Regions from separate parts of the Sus scrofa genome. Here region 1 is linked to region 2. Evidence: chromatin contacts called from public promoter capture Hi-C data. All regions are on one chromosome and are shown on one strand. The core of a region is the stretch at or near the end of the contact, and the rest is flanking DNA. Distances in the headings are between cores, read along the strand shown.

Evidence for each region. Promoter capture Hi-C pulls out the DNA fragments that hold promoters and counts their contacts.
Region 1: a promoter capture Hi-C map of liver shows a contact between it and region 2, with 2.8 times the contacts expected there. The contact joins the promoter of RAB18 here to the promoter of ZNF658 in region 2. A contact is called at or near these places in 1 of 5 promoter capture datasets (liver), 1 of 47 Hi-C or Micro-C datasets (heart right ventricle) and 1 of 2 datasets of contacts at active chromatin or transcription factors (alveolar macrophages).

The regions. Positions count from the first base shown.
Region 1 is chr10:38,968,643-38,972,776 of Sscrofa11.1, forward strand. It overlaps RAB18 (ras-related protein Rab-18), which reads left to right and starts at 1,739. Exons shown (of 7, transcript XM_021064710.1): 1 at 1,739-2,034. The coding sequence starts at 1,967. It overlaps LOC102165822 (a long non-coding RNA gene), which reads right to left and starts at 1,743. Exons shown (of 3, transcript XR_002336324.1): 1 at 1,191-1,743.
Region 2 is chr10:38,815,857-38,820,037 of Sscrofa11.1, forward strand. ZNF658 (zinc finger protein 658) reads right to left here and starts at 2,603. Exons shown (of 5, transcript XM_021064707.1): 1 at 2,107-2,603.

The sequences.
Region 1 (4,134 bases), core at 489-2,988, 150 kb after region 2:
TGTACATATTAATATAAACTCTTACAAATGATTGAGGACTTGAAAGAGCTGATTATGTGGCTATGACTATTCATATTTACTCTATCAGAAATTAGAACTGAGGAATTTTAAACATGTATTACTCCATTACAAAAATAATAAACCTATTACCGCTTAAGACAAATGTTTATGAAAATAACTATTTTACAACAAAAAATATTGAAAAAGTGGTCATATTTTACATTTTTGCAAATATCTTTAATGTCTGGCTTTATAGAAAGTAGCTGAATTCTCAAATTTGGTTCTGCCTTCAATCTCTTTTACTATCACACATTACGTAGCCTCTGCAGAAATGCCACTGTTGTATTAAAGAACAATAGTGAAAAAAGTAAACAATATCTTGAATCATTATGAACATACTTTGATCTTGTGTACTTCCCTGAAGGGGATCTCCAGGGACTTGGGGACAACACTTGCAGAATCACTGCCCTAGAGCAGAAGAGCTTGACTATATTGTGAGTCTCACTAATAAGGTCTTGATGCCACAGCCAAAGTAGGCTGGATAGACTTGATTGAGGTTCAAGGGCTATTTTAAGAGAGGTTGAGGTTGTCCAATTGACATCACCTTCCAAAGTTAGAAATGGACTCCAGAATGTTCATTCAATTAATTCATTCAACAAATATTTACTTGGCGCATATTAGATGCCAGAAACTACTCTAGACACAGAAGGCATAACAAAGCAGAAAAAAGATCCTTGTCTTCATAAAGCTTCCCTTTTCCTTGGGGAAGACTAGCCAGTGGAAAGATAAACTAGTAAAATATATATTGGAGGACAGTAAGTGATATGTAGAAAAACAATGCAAAGAGGTATAGGGAATGTGGGAAGGATTTGCAAATTTTGAATTTTGTACATGGACGGCCTCATTAAAAAGGCAACATTCAAGCAAAGACCTGAAGGAGGTGAAGGAGCCATTGAATATCTGATGAAAGAGCTTTTCCAGGGATTTAACAAACATTAATTTATTTTAAATTTTATTCATATATATTCTTTAATACACACCTATTGTACCTGGCACTAGCTGCAAGTATAATTAGATACAAAAAAGTGTTTATTTAGTGTCTATCGTGTACCAGGCACTTTACTAGTTACCATACATGAGGTTTGATGCCTTCACTAAGATTTATAACTTAAGACAAAGCATGTACTCACAATTCCTGCAGCTGGAGTGTAGTAGTTCTTATGAGTAATAGATGATTTGAAGTTGCACCACCAGAGGGTCTGCATGTACTTGATCTACCTGAGGTTTATGTCTCTCTTTGAAGATGAATTGAGGTGCGAAAGGTCCTCATCAATCTAACAGACGGTAAGCCAGGAAGTTAATACCCGATCACACCTTTTATAAAACACTTCAGTTTACAAAGAGCCATCGCAATCCTTTAATCTTCCCCACAATCCTAAGAAGCTGGAATTATTTTAAGTATTATTCTAAGTATTATTGCCGCTGACTAGGAAACAGGCTCAAAGTCTACATAACATAAAGCGTTATACCTAAAATTAAGGCAATCTGCCTTCAAGCACAAACAATGCAGCTGTTGGGACCAGCTGCTGAAATAAAAGAGCACTAATCGACCCTGACCTAACTCAGTTCTTTCCTAGGTACCCAAGCCACAGGTTGAGGGTCAAGCTATGGCTGAGGAGGCGCAAGAGCCTGCAAGGTAGGTGAAATCACATCCGGCTCTCTCCTTCTGCGCTTGCGCAAGTGAGGGCTTACCTTCCGGAAAGACGCCTGGGACTCTGGGTTTGCGCAGACGCAGAGCTACGTCCAGGCGGATCTGGGGCGTCCCGGGCTCCTGCAACCTAAACACCCGGTGTGAAAGGAAGGAGGCAGCGGCGGGGCTGGGCGCTGCGCATGCGCGGGCAGCTCCCCCACGAAGGGTTGAGAGAGTCGGACCGGCGCGGCCAGGCGGGCGCGGAGCGGGGTCAGGATGGACGAGGACGTGCTGACTACGCTGAAGATCCTCATCATCGGCGAGAGTGGCGTGGGCAAGTCCAGGTGAGGCGGGTCTGCGGCCGTGGCAAGGGCGGCGGGGCTCTTTCTGCTTGGGTCGTCGCTGTCTGCTGGGCCGCGGCGGGAACGGTAAACGGCGCCGACCGGGCGTTGGTCGGGCTGGGCGGCCTGGCCTCGCGCCTGCGGCCCTGCTCCCCGCACCCCCGCGCCCGCCGGGTCCGCGGCCTCCGCCGGGCCGGCTTCTGTCGCTTCTCTTCCTGTGCACCCAGAGGAAAGCATTTCGGACGGCGCCACTCGGCCGGCGGGTTTGCTGCCGAGGCGCCCAGGGCGTGGCGGGCGGGTGTGGGCCCGAGTCCGGCCGAGGCCGAGGCCTCGCTCGGCCCGTCCGGGCTCAGGCTGCCTGTCACCGCGCGAGTGGAGAGTTGTCACTAAACCACGGAGAGATTTCTGTCGGGCTTTCTCTGAATACGTAGTGTTCTACACAGGAAGTTTCGTGACGCCGTAGGTGACATTCCGCGGCCGCTTTTTTTTTTTTTTTTTTTTTGTTAAATGAGTCAGCTGTGAAAGAACTCATGTCTTCTGACTACTTGAGTAATTCACTTTCGGCTAAGATGCTAGAGCGTAAACTGTGGGCCACTTCTAAACATCGAGTGTTCTTGTTACTTCTCCTTCTGCCACATCATATAGAGATAAAACAACACAAGACTATGTGTGTTTTCTTTCTCGGCCCTTTCTTGGGGGAAAGTAATGTTGGCTATAGTTAGAGTTGAGTATAAGAAGCCCCTGGAGATCTGGAGCCTCGTGGGTGTTGCAGGAGAGGTTGTGATATCACCCTGGTCTTAGAACAGTTCTCCAGGTGAAGTTAAAATCCTTGCCATCTGATAAAAGAGTAAGTTGTGTTGTAGGCGGCTTTGATCTTTAAATAATATTCAAATTCCAGAAGCTGTAAGCAATTTCGTATTTTAGCTGTACTTGCTGATAAACAGCTTTCAGACCACTTCGTAAAGTCTTACTTTTTTAGATATTTGAAGATTTGAAATCTTTTCTGTAATATGTTCTGAACTTCATAAACTTTTAAAACATGGCAGTACATTTTCATGGTTTTCCTCATTTAATGTACACAATATTAAGAGTGAGGGATTTGTACATAGCAAAGAATATGAAACACCATGGGTTAACAAAATAGTATGATTTCTGCATGTCTGTGTGTATTAAAGGGCTGAATAAAATCATTTTCATAACCTCTGTGTATTGTGTTTGAGGGTTTAAAAAGTTAGGTAAAGGTTAACTGGAGGTGCCGTGTTTACATAATTCAAGTTCTCCCTCTAGAGTAAGATCTGTTAAGTGGATTTATTGGTTTCCATGGTTCCCTCCCCCCAAAAAAACGTACTTGGATCTAATCTGCTCCAAACTTTTTCTCAAAACTTGGTGGAGACTAATTATGACAAAATTTTAACACCATTACCTCTTTGAAGAAAGGGTTGCATTTAGGGAGAAAGTTGGCTCATTTTTCTAGGTGGATATATATTATTGGTGTATGTGATAGGCTGTGGAAAAACAACATTAACCACTTACCTTTTTGGATAAGGTGAAAATAAATGACTTTAGAAGCCTGTGCTTTTTAAGGCGAGTTAGTACAAAAACGAAAACATTTGTTACGGATATAATCTTACAGGGTTGATCTAACCTATTGTTTCTATTTTCCTTCTTTCTTTTCTTTTTCTTTCTTTCTTTCTTTCTTTCTTTCTTTCTTTCTTTCTTTCTTTCTCTCTCTCTCTCTCTCTCTCTCTCTCTCTCTCTCTCTCTCTCTCTCTTTCTCTCTTTCTCCCTCTCTTTTTTTAGGGTCACACCACAGCATATGGAAGTTCCCAGGCTAGGGTCCACTTGGAGCTACAGCTGCTGGCCTCCGCCACAGCCATAGCAGCATAGGATCAGAGCCAAGTCTGGGACCTACACCACAGCTCACAGCAATGCCAGATCCTTAACCCACTGAGTGAGGCCAGGGATGGAACCCTAATCCTTATGGATACTAGTTGGGTTTGTTAACTGCTGGGCCACTAAGAGAACTCCTGTTTCTTTTTCCTTTTTGATCTAGACTTAGTGGAGGTGAGATATTACTTGTGTTGAAAAATCATTGCACAGCAA
Region 2 (4,181 bases), core at 1,353-3,852:
AGAGCTGAAATAAAGATGGGATGCTTATGCAAGAAATATATTTTTAATCATTTGTTTTAAAATGGCTGCAATTTCTGGAGTTCCTGTTGTGGCTCAGCAGTAAAGAACCCAATTAGTATCCATGAGGATACTAGTTGGTCTTGCTCAGTGGATTAAGGACCCAGCCTTGGCCAAAAGCTGTGGCGTAGGTCACAGATGCAGGTCACAGATGCAGCTCAGATCCTGTGTTGCTCAGGCCATCTCATAGGCGGCAGCTGCAGCTCCAATTCACCCCTAGCCTGGGAACTTCCATATGCCTCAGGTGCAGGCCTAAAAAGACTGAAGGAAAAAAAAAAAAAAAAAAAAAGATTGCACTTTCTAAGAAAAGATATCTTGATAACATGTTTATAGTACTAGCTGTGGAAATAAACATCACTGTGCTTGGTTCTGCCCTACAGAACCCAGTGACTCTACAAAAAATCATTCATTTGAGACCCAGTATTCTGGGGCTTCCAAGGGTCCAATATAGAAAACCCTTCTTCTACTGTCATTTTATTATTCTCTATGTCAGAAACAGAAAAAAACTCCTCTACATCCATATCCATCGTCAAACATGGCATCTGGTTATGCTCATGGAGTGAGAGCAGCTCAAAATGTGGAAAGAGTGAGGGGGAAATGAAGAAAATTGGGTGCTATTCAGGATTTCATCAGTTCTGCCTTCTTAAACCCTCCTTGGATATCAGGTCCTTACCAGCCATCCTGTAAATGTCTTTTCCTGTGCCACCTGACGCCCATCCCTCGCAATCTCTGGTTACCACCTTCTCAAAGTTGGTCCACAGTGTCCACTGTCACAGTCTGTGATGGTCCAGCTGTGACAACATCACAAAGTCTGACTCATGCTACATTGGGATCAAGAACAGCTTCTGGTGGAGCAACTTACAACCTGTTCCTTTCTAGAACTTTCTGCCTGTGCTCTGAAGCTGTGATGAGGTGTGTGTCAGAAGAGCTGTTCTTCAAAGTAGCAGTTGTTCTTGAGACTCCCTCTTCCTGCCTTAAAAGAGCTACTTTGCTCCAGAGGGGCCAGAGAAACAAATTCACTTTATTTGAAACCTTCATCTAACACTCCAAATTTGACGTTTGGGGAATTCACAAGAAATGTACTGACCAGTATGTTGCCATTAGCTGCATTGGACTTCTACACCTGAAGTGTAGATTAGTGGCCCAGGTCAAAATAATATTTTGGCTGTACTGAATTAAATATATTAGTGAAATTAACCTCACCTTTTCTTCTTTTTACTGTGGCTACTAAAAAATTTTTAATTAATTTTGCTTTATCTTTCTATTGGCCAGCACTGCATTAGATGATCAGACTGTGTTTTGAAAATCGAGATGGCCTGGCCGTTTCACTACAGCTCTGTCCAGGAGCTCTGGAGAGAATCCACAAACCCCAGTATATATTTCCCACATGGCAAGATTCTGTCAGCATGCATTTTACAATCATGTCTCTGGAATTTGGGGACAGGCTGCCATGATCTCCAAAGGTTGCAATTCTGAGTCGGGGCAGGGAGGATATTAGGAAGAGCAAGAGATACAAAGAAAAATCTATTCGTATTTGCATCCTACTTCTCACCCTCCAGCTTGTGTCCCGGGATATATCATTCCGCCCACATGAAATTACTTTCACTTTAAAAAAAAAAAATGGCATGTTTATAAAGACAAGCAGACCTGCTATGAGGGTTAAGGGAAATACCAAAGGGAAAAAAGTCTTATGATAGAAGCTTACACAGTGATGATTACAATCACTTGACAAAATGTTTTGCAGAAGACACCTTTTTTAATTCTCAGAAAAACTGCACATGTTCATGGTGAACGTTATAAGGTGCATTCTTCTCCTGTTGCTTGCGATCCTTGCACCGGGCCGGCACCAAATACATCTCCTCGGGACAAGGCTTCGGCCCTACCTGCGCCCTTGGAGCAGGCGGGGCAGGACCTGCCCGGACTAGGGGTCTGGGAGAGGGACTGGCCCGCCCGGAGGGTCCCGGGATTTCCTGCTCCGGTTCCCCGGACACAAGCTACCTGACCTAGCAGGACCCCACGCCGCGTAGAGCCAGATCCCGGGGCTCTCACCTCCGGATAGCAGCCTCGGCTCCAGCACCGACCCCAAATGGCCGAGATCTCTTTTTCAGTCCCAGGAGGCGGAGGGGAGTAGGAGGGGCTCGATGTTCCCATGCGCAGAATGAGCTCCGAGGACCCTTTCCCGGAGTGCTGAGCGGCGGGCGGGCAATATTCAAGACTACATTTCCCATAAATCCTTGAGACCGTAGGAGGTAAAGTTAGAAAGCTAGAAGTCTTGAAGTTGGACCTGATCGCTGGCGACTCTTCTCAGGAATGGGTTCAGACTTAAAAGTTATGATATAACATATTGCAAAGTATTTTTTTCCATCAGATCTTGGTTGGAAAAAAATAACAGAGCCAGAGACAGCAATTTGGGAAACACGAATATGGACTAGATTTAAGAATTACTAAGGAAAATTACCATTATTTTGGATAGTGCCATAATATTCGGACGATATAGGAAATTGATCTTATTTTTTAAAGCTACATACTGAAATATTTGCAGTTATGAAATCATGTATTTATAATTTACTTTTTTTTTTTCCATTTTTAGGGTCGCATCTGTGGCACATGTAAGTTCCCAGGCTAGGGTCTAATCAGCCGCCCATGCACAGCCAGGCGGGAGGTGGGCGGCATCTGCCACCTATGCAGCTCTCAGGGCAACACTGAGCGAATCCAGGGATGGAGCCCACATCCTCGTGGATACTAGTCCGTGTTCTTAACCTGCTGAGTCACAATAGGAACTCCGGTGGAATTTACTTTTTAAAAATTAAGCAGAACAGTTTGAGGAAGCAAATATGGCAGTAGGTTAAGAATTGTTAAGTCGTGTAATAGGTGTATATGATGCTTGTTTTACTATTTCTGTTTTTCCGAATGTTTGAATTTCTTTTTAACATTCAGGAGAAGACGTGCAGGTGGGGGTGGGGAGGTGGTGGAGGAGGGTTAGGGAGGGTTTATGGCCACTCAAGAAGTGTTCCTTTTAAAACACAGCTGCCAAGAGAAGTGAAGGTACAACTGTTATGAATTCCACTGTGAAATAGAAAAAAACTACAAGATGGAAGCAGTATTACATAAAAGGGTAAATTTTGTGAACAGGAGAGGGAGAGGGAGGGAGTAAGCTAGCTATTCAAAATTACACAAGTAATACTTGAAAATACATACAACCCCGAATAAGGAAAGTGTTATCAATTTATAACTGTGATCAATTACTAACCTGGCTTGTATGGTGGAGATTATGTTCAGCTTTATAACACTCCCAATCTATCACCCAAAAGTGGGTGTATCATTTTGCATTCTCACCAGCAATGAATGAAAGTTCTCTTGCTCCCCATCCTCATAGCTGTAGGTGTTGTCAGTGATTTGGATTTTGTTCATTCCAGAAGTGGAATGATATCTCATAATTTGCAATTCTGTAATAACACCTGATACTGGGGTTCTTTTTATATTCCTATTTGCCATCAGTGTATATTCCTTTTTGAAGATGTTAAATTTTAATAGCGATTTATGTATTTTAGATAAAACTTCTTTGGTAGGTTTGTCTTTTGCAAATATTTTCTCTCAGTCTCTGCCCTTTTCATTTTCATAGAGCAGAAGTTTTTAACTTTGATGGATTCAACTGATCATCTTTGTTCATTCATGGATTGTGCTTTTGATGTTATCTAAAAACTCATTGCTAAACTCGAGGTCACTTAGACATTCTCTAGAAGCGTGTTATTTTCTAGAAGTCTTATAAGGTTTGCATTTTAAGTTTATGATCCTTTTATTTTTTTAAATGGCCACACCCATGGCATATGGAAGTTCCTGGGCCAGGAATTGAATCTGAGCCACAGCTTCGACCTACACCACAGCTGCTGCAATGCCAGATCCTTTAACCTGCTGCATGGGGCTAGGGATCAAACCTGCGACTTTGCAGTGACCCAAGCCGCTGCAGTCAGATTCTTAACCCACTGTGCCACAGTGGGAACTCCTATTATCCATTTTGAGTTAATATTTATGAGAAGTATAAGGTTTGTGTCTACATTTATTTATTTTTGCATGTGGGAGTCCTCTTGTGGTGTACAAGGTTAAGGATCCTGCATTACCACTGC